Linked DNA regions of Mus musculus: all the other regions are linked to region 1. A link is a contact called in public promoter capture Hi-C data. All regions are on one chromosome and are shown on one strand. The core of a region is the stretch at or near the end of the contact, and the rest is flanking DNA. Distances in the headings are between cores, read along the strand shown. Region 1 holds the start of Utp11 (UTP11 small subunit processome component). Region 2 holds the start of Pabpc4 (poly(A) binding protein, cytoplasmic 4). Region 3 holds the start of D830031N03Rik (RIKEN cDNA D830031N03 gene). Region 4 overlaps Macf1 (microtubule-actin crosslinking factor 1). Region 5 overlaps Macf1 (microtubule-actin crosslinking factor 1).

Region 1 (2,742 bases), core at 119-2,618:
CTGGCCCAGGATGTGCTCCCACAAACACCCGCTCACACACTCACACTCAGTAATCTTTTAATTTAAAAAATGTTAGTGTGGCCGGGCAGTGGTGGCGGCGCACACCTTTAATCCCAGCACTTGGGAGGCAGAGACAGGCGGATTTCTGAGTTCGAGGCCAGCCTGGTCTACAAAGTGAGTTCCAGGACAGCCAGGGCTATACAGAGAAACCCTGTCTCGAAAAACCAAAAAAAAAAAAAAAAAAGTTAGTGTGTGTGTGAGAGAGAGAGAGATAAAGAATATGAATGAATGTGAGTGCAGGGCCTATGGAGGCCAGAGGGGGTGGTGGAATTCCTAGAGTGGAGTTAAAGCTATTTGTGAACCCACAATGTGAGTGCTAGGATTTGAACTCTGAGAGAGCAGCCGAGTACTCTTAACGGCTAAGCCCTCTCTCCAAGGCTTGTTAAAAGCTTGTTTGAACCAGTTATGATGTAATTTCTGAGAATGGCAAAGTGGATAAAGTGATTCTGCATACATCTTTATTTGTATTGCATATCCAAACCCTAACACATTCTCCTGAGTAAATCCACACCTATTTATTCTAACTAAATTAAGTGGGGGAACTCCCCACTTCCCTCCTTTTTTTCTTCTTACCAAGGACTACGCCTACTGCCCTTACTTGCTAGGCAAGCAGTTCACCATTGAGGCCTATGTCTAGAATTTTTTTAGATTTTTGAGTCAGGTCTAAGTGACCCAGACAGGCCCCGATTTTGGGATCCTTCTGCCTTGGCCTCTTGGGTAGATGCCATTATAGACCTGGGCTATGAGGTCCAGCAAAGTTTGTAAATGGTCAAGACATTCTCCAGAAGGGATAAGGAAAGTGCCACGATTTTAGGGGGAAGCATATGACAGATCTACACGAACCGCAAATCCCATGCCAAAAGTTGGGCCCAGTTTAGGAACACCCGGGCATGCGTCGGTTGTGAGGCGCCTACTGTCGCTGGTCACTCGGTTACATTCCTTTGACTTTGGTCTCAAGTTCCCAGGGAAAGGCCTCTAGCACACCCTGCCTCACTCAATTACCCACTGACCCTCTACCGTAGAGAATGACAATCCTCCTACCCTGTCCCTGGGTCTCCCCGACAAGGCACGCTGGGGTCAGGCCCCATGTGTTGGGTATTGACTGAAGGCAGATGCGCTGTCCCGTATCCGGATGCAGGGACAGCGAGGGGGCGGGGGCCACTGCAGGCGCCCCTGAGGCTTGCGAGGGCCTACCTGGCTTCGTTCTCGGTGTTCCCGCTGCCGGGTCTTGGCTGCCTTGCGAAAAGCCGCCGACATGCCTACTGAGGTCTAGGAAATGCTCAGCAAACTCCACCACCACGACAGCACTACCCACCCCGCCGCGTCCGCCAAGACACCGGAAGCAGGCCCAAGACGCGGCTTGCAATGCAGCCTATCAGAAGCCTGCTTTACCGGAAATACAGCCCCTCTCAAGCGGCCTGAATCGGAGGGTTCTGGGAGATGTAGTTTCCAAAGCTAGAGTCTTGGGATTCTTTCACAGCTCTCGGTTCGCAGAGAACGTCCACTGGTCCAGAGACCTAGACTTCGCTCCAGGCCGCACGTTGGCATCTGGGAACACATGGCTGGCACTGCTCTCTGGCTACGCTCGGCTTGCGTGTGCGCATGTGCTGTCACCTGAGACTTGGTGTGGGTTAAGATTCTAAGTAGAACTAGAACGTGGCTCACACCTTTAACCCCAGCTCTCTGGAGGTAGAAGCTGGCAATTTTCTGTAAGTTCAAGGCTAACCTGGTCTTACATAGTGATTGCCAGGCCAGCCAGGGCTACATAGTAAAATAAATCGCAGTCTAAAAACAAAACAAAAACAAACAAACCAAAAACTAGAAATAATGTGAATCTTACAGTATACTAGAAAGAGTACTTTAAAACCATATTTGGCTCCTCAGCTGACTTCTGGCTGCGTGGCTCTGAGCTGATTGCTTGACTTTAAAGAGCATCATTTTTCTCACCCATAAAACGAACATAATAATAGCAGACTGGTCTTGCTCATAGGAGTATCAAGGGCTCTGAGTGGCAGAACTGTATCTATAAGCAGAGTAGAAAAGAATCATCTAATAGCAATAAAGTTCCGAGTCCTTCACAGCCATCAAAGTTGTGCGTCTAGCTGGCCGACTTAACATAAGGTAGTTAATGTGATGGATAGAGAGCCGCGAACTGTGGAGGGAGTGTTCTGGTGCCAGCTCTGCTCTTAACCAAGGAAAGTTAGTTTTGCTGAGGCTTGGTATCCACATCTAGTTGTAAAATAATAAAATAATACTATACCCTCAGGATTTTGAGGTTTAAAAGACATATGTTTTCAGTGCTTAATGTTGGGTTTACTTGTTAGCAGGTTCACAATAAAATTGATTTGTTTCTGTTTTTGTTTTGTTTTGTTTTGTTAGTTTGTTTTATTGGGGTTGACTTAGTCTGATTAGGTTTGATGTTTTGAGGCAGTGTCTAGCTATGTAGGCCTGGCTGCACTGACACTCATAGATCAAGCTGGCCTCAGATTCACAGTGATCTCTTGCGTCTGCAAAGAGCTGGGATTACAAGTGTGTGACAGTGTGCCCAGCCATCCTGTTATTTTTGTCACCACTAAAGCTACCTTTAAGTAGCACAAGAGAGAGTTGGACCCAGCCAAGCATCACAGCAATGTTTGGGTTTGTTTGTGCTCTCCCCCCCCCCATGCCTGCCACCCTCCACCC
Region 2 (2,742 bases), core at 149-2,648, 1.4 Mb before region 1:
CTTTTTTTTTTTTTTTTTTAAAAGACCGGTCTCACTATGTAGCCCTGGCTGGCTTGGAACTTGCAATATCCATTTGGTTGGTCACAAATACTCAGGGGGGATCGGTCTCCCAAGTGCTGAGACTAAAGGTGTGAGTCACTACACCTAGCAAGGCTTCTTTATTTAATATAGTCACCAGAAATTATTCTCAGAGGTAAGGAGGGACTCTTACTTGTATACCATGGTAACCATGGCAACCATGGCATCTGCTGGGGGGGGAGCTCTGATTAGCCATTTATTGGAATGAATTGATTGATTAAATACTTATATTTCCTCAATTGTTTGCTTCAACCAGTAGACGAGTATCTGTCTAGCTTTTGCTAATTTCTGGTTTGAGTGAATATAAGGATAGAAAAAAAAATGGTCCCTGGCACTTATGGAGTAAGGAAATACTGCTATAACTCCACATATTTAGTCTCATGAGATAACATGATCTTCAAATGGTCAGTGAAACCTTCATTTGGGTAAAAAGTCAATGATTACCCTTCATCATCTAAGCGTAAACTCTTAACTAGCGTTTACATAGTAACAAAAACATTGTTTCACATGCACAGATGCATTCTCTTTGTGTTGTGCCATGAGTCGCCACGAGATGCCTTGTAAGGACATCACTAGAGATAGCTCCCTTATACAAGAACCATGAGCCCAAATACACCTTTCTTCTCCTCTTCTCCTTTTGCACAAACTAAGCTGTAGGCGTGCCACCAGAACAAAACAGGAGCGGACAGTCACGTTTTGTTTTATAAAAGCTTTGGCAAGATTTGTTCATCTTTTCAAAAACAGTCTCATCACCTAAGATACCACCACCATTTCTAATGACCTCCAAAATCCAACCTCAAGGTTATATGTTCTTAAAACTTTCGTATGTCTTACGTATTCAGCTCAACCATGTATTGGGCCACCTAGTAGCTGTACTTTAGCATCCCTTTGTGTAGATTTGGGCATTTCATGGATGTTTTAAACATTATACCTGCGTGTGGGTCTTGGGGAGGACATGACTCAATCCATACACTGCAGAAAGAGAATCATACAGGTGCGTGCTGCTGGTCCTCCAAACGCAAGGGGACGCTGTGACACCTTGCGGGCGGCTCCAGGTCACTCTGGTGTGACTGCCCCGCCTTGGGCCCCCGGGGCAGAGTGGGCGGGCACGACTGCGCCCAGGTCTCGAGGCGCCCTTCGACCAGCAGCGCCCGGGGCGGGAGGGTATAAATGGAGCGGTGGCGGCTCCAGCCGCCTCTCTCCGCCCCGGGTCGCAGCCATCAGTGTTGCGTTTGGGCTCAGCACGCCTGAAGCAGAAAAAAGAAAAAGCTTAAAAAAAACACAAAAGCCTCAAAAACCTTAAAAAAAAAAAAAAGAAAAGAAAAGAAGAGGAAAAAAAAAAGCAAAAGGGAAAAAAAGAAGAAAAAGAACCAGACAGCGACTTGTGCTGGGAGCCCGTGGGGAAGTGACTTTCACAGCTTCCGGCCTGCCTGTCCGTCAGCGTCTGTCTGTCCGTCCGGTGGTGAGCCATCCCCCTCGGCCCGGCCCGCCCCTGCACGCCTCTGCGCCGCGTGGCAGCCCCGCGCCCCGGCTGGCCGCACCACGTGTCCGCACTGCCCTTCGCCGGCACCCGCAAAGATTTGGTTTCCCCCTTCCTGGGCTGCTGTAACTGTAAACCGCCGGGAGTCCGGGGCCTATATTTATCACGAAACGCGTGTTCCCAAGGCGGCCGTGAGCGCAGCATCTGATTGCCTCTTGAAAATTTTTTGCCCCCTTTACGAGGGGATTTCCTACTTTAATTTTTATTTTTTAAGCCTCAAGCCAGGACAGCTGGAGAGTACAAACTCCAGGAGCGGGCCATATTGTTTTTGAGAGCCTTTTGTCTTGGGGCTTTTGCAGTCCCGTGCAAGTCGTCCCGCACACGGGTCCCGGCTCGGAGCCTCCCTGCTCCAGCCTTCTCCGGCGTCGCTGGTGCCACCTGTGCGCTGCGGCGCGTGCCATAGCTCCTCGGAGCCCCTTTTGTCCTGCAGTAGGCCTTGTTAGAAGTCCTCCTGGCGGGGCTCGGGGTCGTGGGGGGTGGGGAGATGAACGCTGCAGCCAGCAGCTACCCCATGGCCTCCTTATACGTGGGCGATTTGCACTCGGACGTCACCGAAGCCATGCTGTATGAAAAGTTTAGCCCTGCGGGGCCTGTGCTGTCCATCCGGGTCTGTCGCGATATGATCACCCGGCGCTCTCTGGGTTATGCCTACGTCAACTTCCAGCAGCCAGCTGACGGTGAGTAGTAGCGGTGTGCACACATTCGGGAGATTCCTGGGGACCTTGGGAATCCTGAAGGCGGAGGCCAAACTGCCAGGACCGGGGAACATAACAGCATGTTGCCTGAGAAGCCTTGGGTGGAAGCAAAATGAGCCAGGCATGTGGTCATGACCCTGGCTTCAGTCTCCCACCACTTGCTAACCTGATGACCTTGGGCTACTGGGTGGGGGTGGGGTAGAGCAGGGGTTGGAACCCAAGGAGATTTGTGTAATTCGGGATCCGAATAAAGGGACTTGGGTATTCTAGTGTGTCTAGCCCCACTCAGGTAGAAGTGGGTCTGGCACTCAGTGCATTGAAATGACACCTGAAAGTGTAGGTTGCAAAACTGGGGGCTCTAACCTGAACTGACTGACTTGGGATGGCTTTAGGGCAGTGGAAAGCAAGGAGAGCAGTTTCATCCAGTTG
Region 3 (2,742 bases), core at 162-2,661, 1.3 Mb before region 1:
TGGTACTTCCTTCCATCTTCTCCATGGTGCTTTTTGACGTCTGATTAAGTTTTGACCCCTGGTCAATCTGTTCATTTATCCTCATTGTATCGTATATAGACCGCTGTGGAACATAGCAATCTTCTATATAGCCATCCTCATCTTCCCCTTTACCCAGGCAGGTAGGGTTCCGCCTTAAACAGTCTGGCCTGCTAAGTGGCTTACCCATACTTTTTCAATAAAGATGAACCATCAATCTTTCAAAAGTTTTTTTTCCCCGCCACGGGTTCTCTCAAAATACATTCTACATGAATTGTAAGTCCTCTTACATGTTTATACTCCAAACCACCAATTGCATCTGCCTTTCAGAAAGATCTGGAAGTTCCCAATTTGAAACCATTTTGGGAGAAACTCTAATAAGACAAACAGGTTTTCCCTCACAGGCTAGCAGCCTCATAACTGCAGAAAGACAAATGATATTATTTAATCAATAAACATAAAACAAATACTTGTATGGCTTCTGGTTTTACTTTTCTAAAGCCCTTTCAAATTCAGTCAGCAAAAAAATCGTTTGATATTGACAAGTCTTATTCAATATCTAGTTTCACTCGATTCGCACCAAAGCTGAGTTGGAAGCAGAAAATGTATACCAACTATGTCCTTTATAACAATGGCACACCCTCTCTAGCCTTCAAGTATGGTCCAAGCTCCTAAGAATTCCTTTCATTTTATCCTGTGTTCAGCCCTAAAGAGTCCAGCTGGTCTGAATTAGCCATTCGTCCTCTCTAGTTGGGTGTTTGCATTTGAACAGGGCTGGTCAGCGGATATTCCTGCAACTTTAAACACAGGAAGTCCTTCATTCGGGGCCAGCTTGGGGCTTCCTGTCTCCAAAACATCATGGCATTGTTGTGGCTTCCAAGCCAACACTGTATCGTGGCCGCAAAACAAGGCGAGTGGAGGCCCACGCTGGGCCTTTCAGAAGGCGGGCAGGCTGCGGCAGCGGCCAAGAGGCAGTCTGGACTCACTTAGCACCGCCCGCAAACCCGCGCCATGCCTCGCGCCCCGGAGGGCCAGGGTCGCCTCACCGCAACCTTGCAGGTGGCTCCCGGCGGGCCGGCCTTGGGTCTAGCGCTCAGGAAGTTAGTTTGTCCCTCCGGCAGCAGTAAGTCCCGTGTCCTGTGGGCGCCGCCTCCCCGGCCACTGCAGGTCCCCGGCCCCCAGCCGCCGCGTCGTGGGCTGCATGACAAGCAGTCGCCTCTTTTCTCCACCACGCCGCCGGCCCTGCAGCCGTCCTCCCCGCCCGCAGCTGTCACGGTCCCGGCATGCAAACTTCTGGCCGGGAACAAAAGGCTCCGCTCCGGCCGCACGAGGGGGGCGAGCCCGCCTCTCTCACGCCGCGCGGCCCGCTCACACGCCGCTGGCTGGAAGTGCTCGGGTGGCGGGCGGATCTCCTCCCCCTTCTAGCCCCGCCACAGCCGCTGCCCCGCCCGGGCAGCCCCCTTGGAAGCCCGGGAGCGCGCGGCGCCGACTGCTAGGGAGGAGGACGGGGGCGGGGCCTATAGGGAGCCCCGCCGGGAGGGGAGGGGGCGGAGGCAAGGATTGGAGGCCAAGGCGGCGAGGGAGGGGCTTCCCGGGGTTGGGGCGAGGGACTCCAGCTCATCCCGCACCCCCTCTAGCTCACTCCCTCCTCACCCACGGGAGTAATAGTGTCCCCGCCTGCGAGGGTGAGAGGAGAGGGGCAGTCCTGGTCATGCCGGGCAAATCCCCTGACAAAGGAAAGCCCCGCCCTCACAACGCTGGCCCGGCCCCTCCGCCCCCGCTTCTTTCCAACCGGCGGGATGGGAGCCCAGCCCAAGGGCGAACCCAGAAGGGGCGCCCCCGCCGCCCCCACTACCAGCCGGTAGTGGCTAGGGCCACTCGGGGGCCCCATCTGCCGGTAGAGACGTACGGGCTGGGGTGGGCGGTCTGCACTATCCTAGGCTCCAGCTTTGCCGCCAACGACTATCCCTGTATTTTTCCAATGTCACCTCTGGCGCTGACCAAAGAACAGGCTAGCCTTAAACACAGTCTTTTCTTGGCATGCCAAGGAATTAAGTTAGACTCAGGAACCAAGTTATTGGATAAACTCTAGGCACAGTTTCCCTTCTCAAGTATGTCAGATCTTGGCCCATTTCGCCACCTGGATTTCTCTGCTCAGACTTCAGCGGTCTTAATGACCGGAAAATGGGGTGCGGGTTGCAGGGCAGTGGAGACTCTAGCAGGAACAGCCCATGACCAACACCTGGATTGGCTATAACCGCTGTGCACGTCCAAGGAAATCTGAGCCTCTGAAGGGCTAGATGAAAAGCATGAGTTCATATTTCAAGTCTCAAGAATGAAAATATTAGAGAAATGTGTTACACAATCCTGCAAACTACGTTCTGGATTTTAGGAAAGCTATCTAGAGACCCTGTAATTGTTAAGAAAAGTACAAAGCAACCCAGAAGACTGCCTGCCAGAGGTAGCTTGCATCTCTTTGAGGTGTAATACTTGACTCCCTTTATGATGGTCCCTCGGATTTCATGAGGATGAAAAAGGTCAGTTAAAATGTACAAAGTCCTGTTGGCCCAAGTAGTTAATATAGATGATAAAACTTATGAGAAAGTTATTTCTACTCTTCACACAAACAGTAAATAAAACGAGTCACTGGTGTGTGGAGATTTGGCAGTGAAGCTTGGAGCTAAGCCTTAAACTTACTTGAGGAGCCAGAAACTCCTTGGCAAA
Region 4 (2,742 bases), core at 161-2,660, 1.2 Mb before region 1:
CCTGAGCGGAAGGAAATCCAAAAAGACAGTTTGATTACCCCAAATACACCATCCACCTCCTCCAGACCCCACGATCAGTATGGCTTGCCTCCAAAGACAGGGTACCATCCTCTTCTGAGAAGGGTGTGGAGGTCTTTTCAGGTTCTGTATCTTCAGGCCGGATCCCATGCAGGCGCAGCCCATCGCTGCCATAGCCAGAGGAGGATGGCAAAATGCTCACAGTGATGCCACTGACAGATAAATCACTCTGAGAAGCAGGCATTATGGGACCCTTGCAGGACACGAGACCTACATGGGTAGGCTCTGTGTGAATAGGGTCTCCTGACTGTTTTGGTATTGATGAAGCAACAGAACACTTAGCAATCCAAGAACCTGTGGGAGGGGCACTTGGAACACTCTTGGTTCTTCCCCCCACACTCCAGCCCTCTGAAGGTTGGTCTTGATCTACTGTTTCAGAGGGGTAATCCGTCCGAGGCAAAGTGCTGCTCCGATGTCGATGTCTGAGCAGAGTGCCTCCCTGCTCCACTGCAGTCTCTCCCTGCAAAGGCAACAGCACAGCCCTGCTGCTGCAGGATGCTGTCCTCGGAAATTCCACCAGTTGGCTCACAGACTTCTCACAGTTCCTTTCTGCTGGGTTATCAAGCAGGTGAGCAATGACTGTCATACCCTCTTCCAGGGAATCCCAGGCCCCTCCAACAACTGATGACTCATTCTCCAACAAAAGGTGAGCAGTCTGGATCTCTGCTTGGAAGCTCTCCTTTACCTGCACAATCATCCCTTGATCGCCCACCCCTGAGTTGGGAGCTGAGTCTCCGGGCAGGAAAATGTCTGATGGGGGGTGCTCTGCCCCTCCCACTCCGGGCTCCTTTGGGAGCCTCGCTGTTAACTTCGTTAGGGTTTCAGTCTCTTCAATGACTCCAGTGCCTTCCAAAGCTTCCTCCCTGTGAGATGCTTCTGGAGTAAGGATTTTCTTCCCTCTCCACTTCCTTTTGAACCGAACCCTCTTCTTAGGAGATATGGGAGCCTTCTCAGGAACAGCTATGGACTCTTTCGGCTCCTTAACACAGCCCAGTGAATTTCCCATTTCTTTCCTCTCTCAATCTCAGAAAATAAAGCAGTTGAATCAGTCCTCGGATCCCAGAGGCATTCCAATGTCGGCTTCATCGGACTCGATGCACATTCAAAAGAACCAAAAACCAAAAAACATGCACTATGCCGGCAATCCCTCCAATCCTTTCTCCCTCCCTCCCCGCCTCTCTCTGTCTCTTCCAGCCGCTCGATTCAGACAGCCATCTTACAGGCTCAGAGCTGCAACAAGACAAATTTCAAAGCATCTCACTGCAGTTCAGAAATCACTTGACCTAAAAGCAGACAGAAACCGGATTGGCTGCCGCTTCCTCTCTCCAAATATGAGGTAATTGGAGCACTGCCCTCAGTAACACAAACAGAACGCAAAAAGGAGCTAGAAACCAGGGAGAGGGAGGAGGAGGGGAGAACGTAAGAGTAAATGGAAAGGGGAGGGGAAAGGAAGAGAGAGAGGTAGCCGGAGAGAGGAGGAGGAGAACAATATCAAAGAGGGGGTGGGGAGAGCAAACCAGCTCAGTGGGTACTAACTAGCAAGGGAAGGGAAGGGCCAGGTAGACAAGACCAGAGAAGCCGCAATGAAAGCTCCCAACCTATGAAATGAAATATGTTTTAATCACTGCTCCAAGACGCCCAAAGGAAAAGAGCAAGCAAGATATACATAATCAAATTTTAACCTAAGAAAGATTAGAGCCCACTCCTTCCATTAAGAAAAGAAACAGGGGTATGAACAATCCAGCCTCCTGTGGCATATATGGCCAGCTCCAAAGAGTAACATCCACTAATTCGGATGGCCAGACACACTGATGAAAAACCTGGAAATTGATTTTGAGTATAGTATGTTAAGCCTCAGGGACAGGTGATCACTTGTCAATACAATATAAAAGTCAGACAACAGTATTTGACATAAGTGTTCAATAGTAATCATCAGTACTGCCTTTGCCACAGTTAGCTATCGTATTTTGAGTACTTGCTATATAACAAGTTCTATGTGAAGATACACACATATATAACATATATATAATGTAACAGGATAATATATATTATTCTGTTATATTCTCACAGCAGCCATGTGTGGCCCAATTTTTAAGTAAAGAAAACTCAGATTTAAGAAAGCTGATTAACTTGTCCAAGTTGAAATAACTGAGGACGGGGAAGACACAAGCCATTTAGACTTCATGTTAACACGACAAAATGGTTGATGTGTGTAATCTCAGCTACTGGGAGGCTAAAAAGGAAGAATTTCAAAGCAAGTCTGAAGCTAGCCTGGACTACTGAGTGAAACCCTGTCTCGAAAATACCCATAGAATAAAAGAGAGACTTTTCATTTCAGCTCCATTAATTACTAGAGGGAGAAAAATCTGCTCTCCACTGCCATAAAACAAGAAGATATTCCCATAGTTCTAAACTAGCAGCTAGACTCTGTAGCCAAGCAACGAAGAAATAACACTTGCTGCTGACTGGGGAGAGCAGCTGAGGGACTGAAACCCAGGTGATTTTCACTCAGACTGATGTAAGTAAGGCTCATAGACCACACCCTGCGCTGCCAGCCAGCAGAATTCCTCCACCAGGTTTCCAGCACACTGCCTAACACATGCAATCGAAGGCTCTCTGAATGGAGTGGGAGAAAAGAGGTATGCATGTTTCTTCTCTGTTGTA
Region 5 (2,742 bases), core at 121-2,620, 1.1 Mb before region 1:
GTCATGTAAACTGATTTAACCTCTAACTGTACAATCATATAAACATAGTGGGGACTAGGAACATACTCTTATAATCCTAATAGAAGTAAGAGTCTGAGTACTTAACCAACTTTAGTGCTTTGACAATATGAAAAGTATCAAAACTCATACTTTTTAATAGCTTTATCAGTGTTAACCACTGGAGGGCGCTCTACTCAAAAAAAAAAAAAGGTGGGGGTGGGAAGACTTAGGTTAGGGAACCCAAAGATCAAACTTTTCAAACCAGTGGAGGGAACCAGAATTCTTTGGGCAATAAGGTAGCACTCCTGGCTTTTGATGTCATGGCAAATCCCTGTATTTATGTTAAAGAAAATGCCGCACCTCTAGGTCAGCAGCAAAAAGTCTGTGAGACTCAATTACCAGAAACAGACCTGACTAGCCAGAGAAGGATGCCGTGTGGAGTGAAAGAAACCACATGAGATCACAGCACATTAGTTAACAAAGTCCATGACTGGCCCAGGATGTTGTGGGCCAATGGTAGATACACCCAAGGCAAGCACAGACTCGACCACATGCTCTGAGGGCTCATGAACAACACTGCCCACACGAGAATTTCTGAGAAGGTAACTAAAAAACAGGTGATGATGTTTCCTGTGATCTATGCCAGTCAATCATTCTCACTGCCCAGGCAACCATTCTATTCAACACTCAATCACAGTTCCTGTCTCCACCTGTTCCTCTGACATCATCCTGTCATTATATTTTCTTTGAAATTCCTTTGATGAAAATGAGTCACCTTTTCCTGCCAACACAGGCTGGAGCCTGTGGCATGCCATTCTTTTGGAGTGGTGTTCTGGGAGAAGGCGCCACCCAGAGGCCCTTCCAGACCTTATTTACACACCACCCAGGAAAGAATGCTTCAGAGAAAGCTCATGGATGAGGTGGTTCTTGCTGGAGCTAGGAATGTGGCTGGGAACCAGTATCCAAGCTGGCTCCGACAGTGGGACAAAATGTTGAAAGAATGAAGTAAGAAGTTGAATAGGGCATTGTTACTTGGAGGGAGGAAAACGTCAGCCCCAGAGTGTTTAGCTTACAAAATGCCACCTTACTTGTAACCAACTTACTTGTAACTCTTAGTAAATGGTTACAAACCTGTTTCGGGTAGCAGCGCTGCCCAGGGCTCAAGATAGCCACACTCCAGCTACAGGATTCAGGGTAGCCTAGTGTGCAAGGTAAAAACTGACAGAATGCTATTCAGACGTACAAATCACCCTCAGGGTGGTTTTTTTTTTTTAATTTTACTTAATTTACATGTATTTATTTATTCCTTGTGTGGTGGGGGGATGGACGTGGAGGTCAGATGTTCTTTCCCTCCACTGTGTGGGTTCCAGGGATCAAACTCCAGTCATCAGGCTTGGCAGCAGGTACTTGAACCAGCTGAGCCATGCAATGACAGCTCTACTCTAATATTTTTAACAGTAACTTCTTTGAGAATTAACACACTGTACCAGTCACCATTTTTATAGTCTACAATTCAGAGGATTTTAGTATATTCACAAAATCGTGCAACCATCTAATTGTAGGACATTTCATTATCCCTAAAAAGAAACCATACATCTTATCAGCAGTCACTTTCAGTCCCCCCGACCCTCTGGCTTCTAGCAGCCAGGAACCTAGGTACTGTCTCTGGGGGTTTGCCTATTCTGTATAAATGGAATCAAACTCATGTACTTCTCAAGGTAGGCCCATGCTTCTACTGATCGGCATTTTGTTCAACAAGATATATTCTAGTGTATGGCTACATTTTGTTTAATCTACTCATCAGCTGGTGGATATTCGGTTGTATACACTGTTACACATGTTGAGCCATTAACATCTTTATAAAGCCTTTCTGTGAAAGTATGTTTTCAATTCTCCTGGATATATTTTTAGAACTGCTAAGTTCCTAAAGCAGATGCAATATTTCATATTCCCATCAACAAAATAAGGGTTCCAGTTTCTCTACCTATTCCCATGTGCACTTTTTTGTTTTGTTTTTGTAGACATGGTCTCTGTAACCCTGTCTGATCTGAAATTTCCAATGAGTTTCCTGCCTCTGACTTCCAAATACTAGGATCCCAGGTTTAAGATCCACGCTCTGGGCACAACGGTCTGAGTTTGGATTCCCAGTGTTCACATAGCAGCTCACGCCATCTGTAACTTCAGTTCAAAGGGATCCAAGTCCCTCTCTGGCTTCCTCGGGTACCAGGCATGCCCATGGTGCACATACATACATGCAGGCAAAGCACATACACAGAAAATAAAGGTAAGTAAACCCGGGGCTGGAGAGATAAGAGCAATCACCGCTCTGCCTGCCAGAGGACCCCAGTTTGGTTCATAACATCAGGTGGCTCACAGCTACGGTAATTGCAGGTCCAGCAGGAGCTGACATCTTATTTTCAAATCTATTTGCTGGCCCCCACAAACACCTCTTACTCATGCACACACATACAAACAAATAAATAAATCTCTTTTAAAAACAAAACAAACAAACAAAAAAACAAACAAAAACCCAGGCTTACAATCTTGCTATAGCAATCTGAATATGAAGTTGGTGTATCTCACCATGGCTTAATCTGCATTTCTTTAAGGCCTGGTAATGTTTACAATTTTCATATGCTTACTTTGTACTTGCTATTTGTATATTTGCTTTGGAGAACAGCTACTCAATCCTCTGCCTGTTTTTTATTGAATTATCTTCTTTCTGTTGAATTACAAGTTTTC

The links. Promoter capture Hi-C pulls out the DNA fragments that hold promoters and counts their contacts.
Region 2: a contact with region 1 is called in a promoter capture Hi-C map of pre-B cells, with 8 times the contacts expected there. The contact joins the promoter of Pabpc4 here to the promoter of Utp11 in region 1. A contact is called at or near these places in 8 of 39 promoter capture datasets (the 3T3-L1 cell line, 3T3-L1-derived adipocytes, the C10 cell line and 3 more).
Region 3: a contact with region 1 is called in a promoter capture Hi-C map of pre-B cells, with 5 times the contacts expected there. The contact joins the promoter of D830031N03Rik here to the promoter of Utp11 in region 1. A contact is called at or near these places in 3 of 39 promoter capture datasets (3T3-L1-derived adipocytes, hippocampal neurons and pre-B cells), 1 of 484 Hi-C or Micro-C datasets (uterus) and 2 of 115 datasets of contacts at active chromatin or transcription factors (astrocytes and large pre-B cells).
Region 4: a contact with region 1 is called in a promoter capture Hi-C map of hippocampal neurons, with 5 times the contacts expected there. The contact joins the enhancer-like site here to the promoter of Utp11 in region 1. A contact is called at or near these places in 4 of 39 promoter capture datasets (the C10 cell line, hippocampal neurons, liver and 1 more) and 1 of 115 datasets of contacts at active chromatin or transcription factors (bone marrow-derived macrophages).
Region 5: a promoter capture Hi-C map of liver shows a contact between it and region 1, with 3 times the contacts expected there. The contact joins the enhancer-like site here to the promoter of Utp11 in region 1. A contact is called at or near these places in 7 of 39 promoter capture datasets (the 3T3-L1 cell line, the C10 cell line, hippocampal neurons and 2 more), 1 of 484 Hi-C or Micro-C datasets (B cells) and 3 of 115 datasets of contacts at active chromatin or transcription factors (the 230-238 cell line, astrocytes and large pre-B cells).

The regions. Positions count from the first base shown.
Region 1 is chr4:124,692,186-124,694,927 of GRCm38.p6, forward strand. It overlaps Utp11 (UTP11 small subunit processome component), which reads right to left and starts at 1,369. Exons shown (of 8, transcript NM_026031.3): 1 at 1,255-1,369. The coding sequence starts at 1,317.
Region 2 is chr4:123,281,513-123,284,254 of GRCm38.p6, forward strand. Pabpc4 (poly(A) binding protein, cytoplasmic 4) reads left to right here and starts at 1,399. Exons shown (of 15, transcript NM_130881.3): 1 at 1,399-2,295. The coding sequence starts at 2,103.
Region 3 is chr4:123,410,500-123,413,241 of GRCm38.p6, forward strand. D830031N03Rik (RIKEN cDNA D830031N03 gene) reads right to left here and starts at 1,412. Exons shown (of 1, transcript NM_001167918.1): 1 at 1-1,412. The coding sequence starts at 208. The region is part of intron 57 of Macf1 (microtubule-actin crosslinking factor 1); the gene reads right to left.
Region 4 is chr4:123,526,376-123,529,117 of GRCm38.p6, forward strand. The region is part of intron 5 of Macf1 (microtubule-actin crosslinking factor 1); the gene reads right to left. Among named protein-coding and RNA genes, the nearest start is that of Gm31156, 24 kb to the right of the region's middle. Within about 2 kb of position 1,411, at least 116 of the 459 cell types and tissues checked have an H3K27ac peak or open chromatin away from gene starts, as enhancers often do. A contact at or near this core is called in hippocampal neurons and liver, where this site is marked.
Region 5 is chr4:123,588,326-123,591,067 of GRCm38.p6, forward strand. The region is part of intron 1 of Macf1 (microtubule-actin crosslinking factor 1); the gene reads right to left. Among named protein-coding and RNA genes, the nearest start is that of Mir6398, 27 kb to the right of the region's middle. Within about 2 kb of position 1,371, at least 91 of the 459 cell types and tissues checked have an H3K27ac peak or open chromatin away from gene starts, as enhancers often do. A contact at or near this core is called in liver, where this site is marked.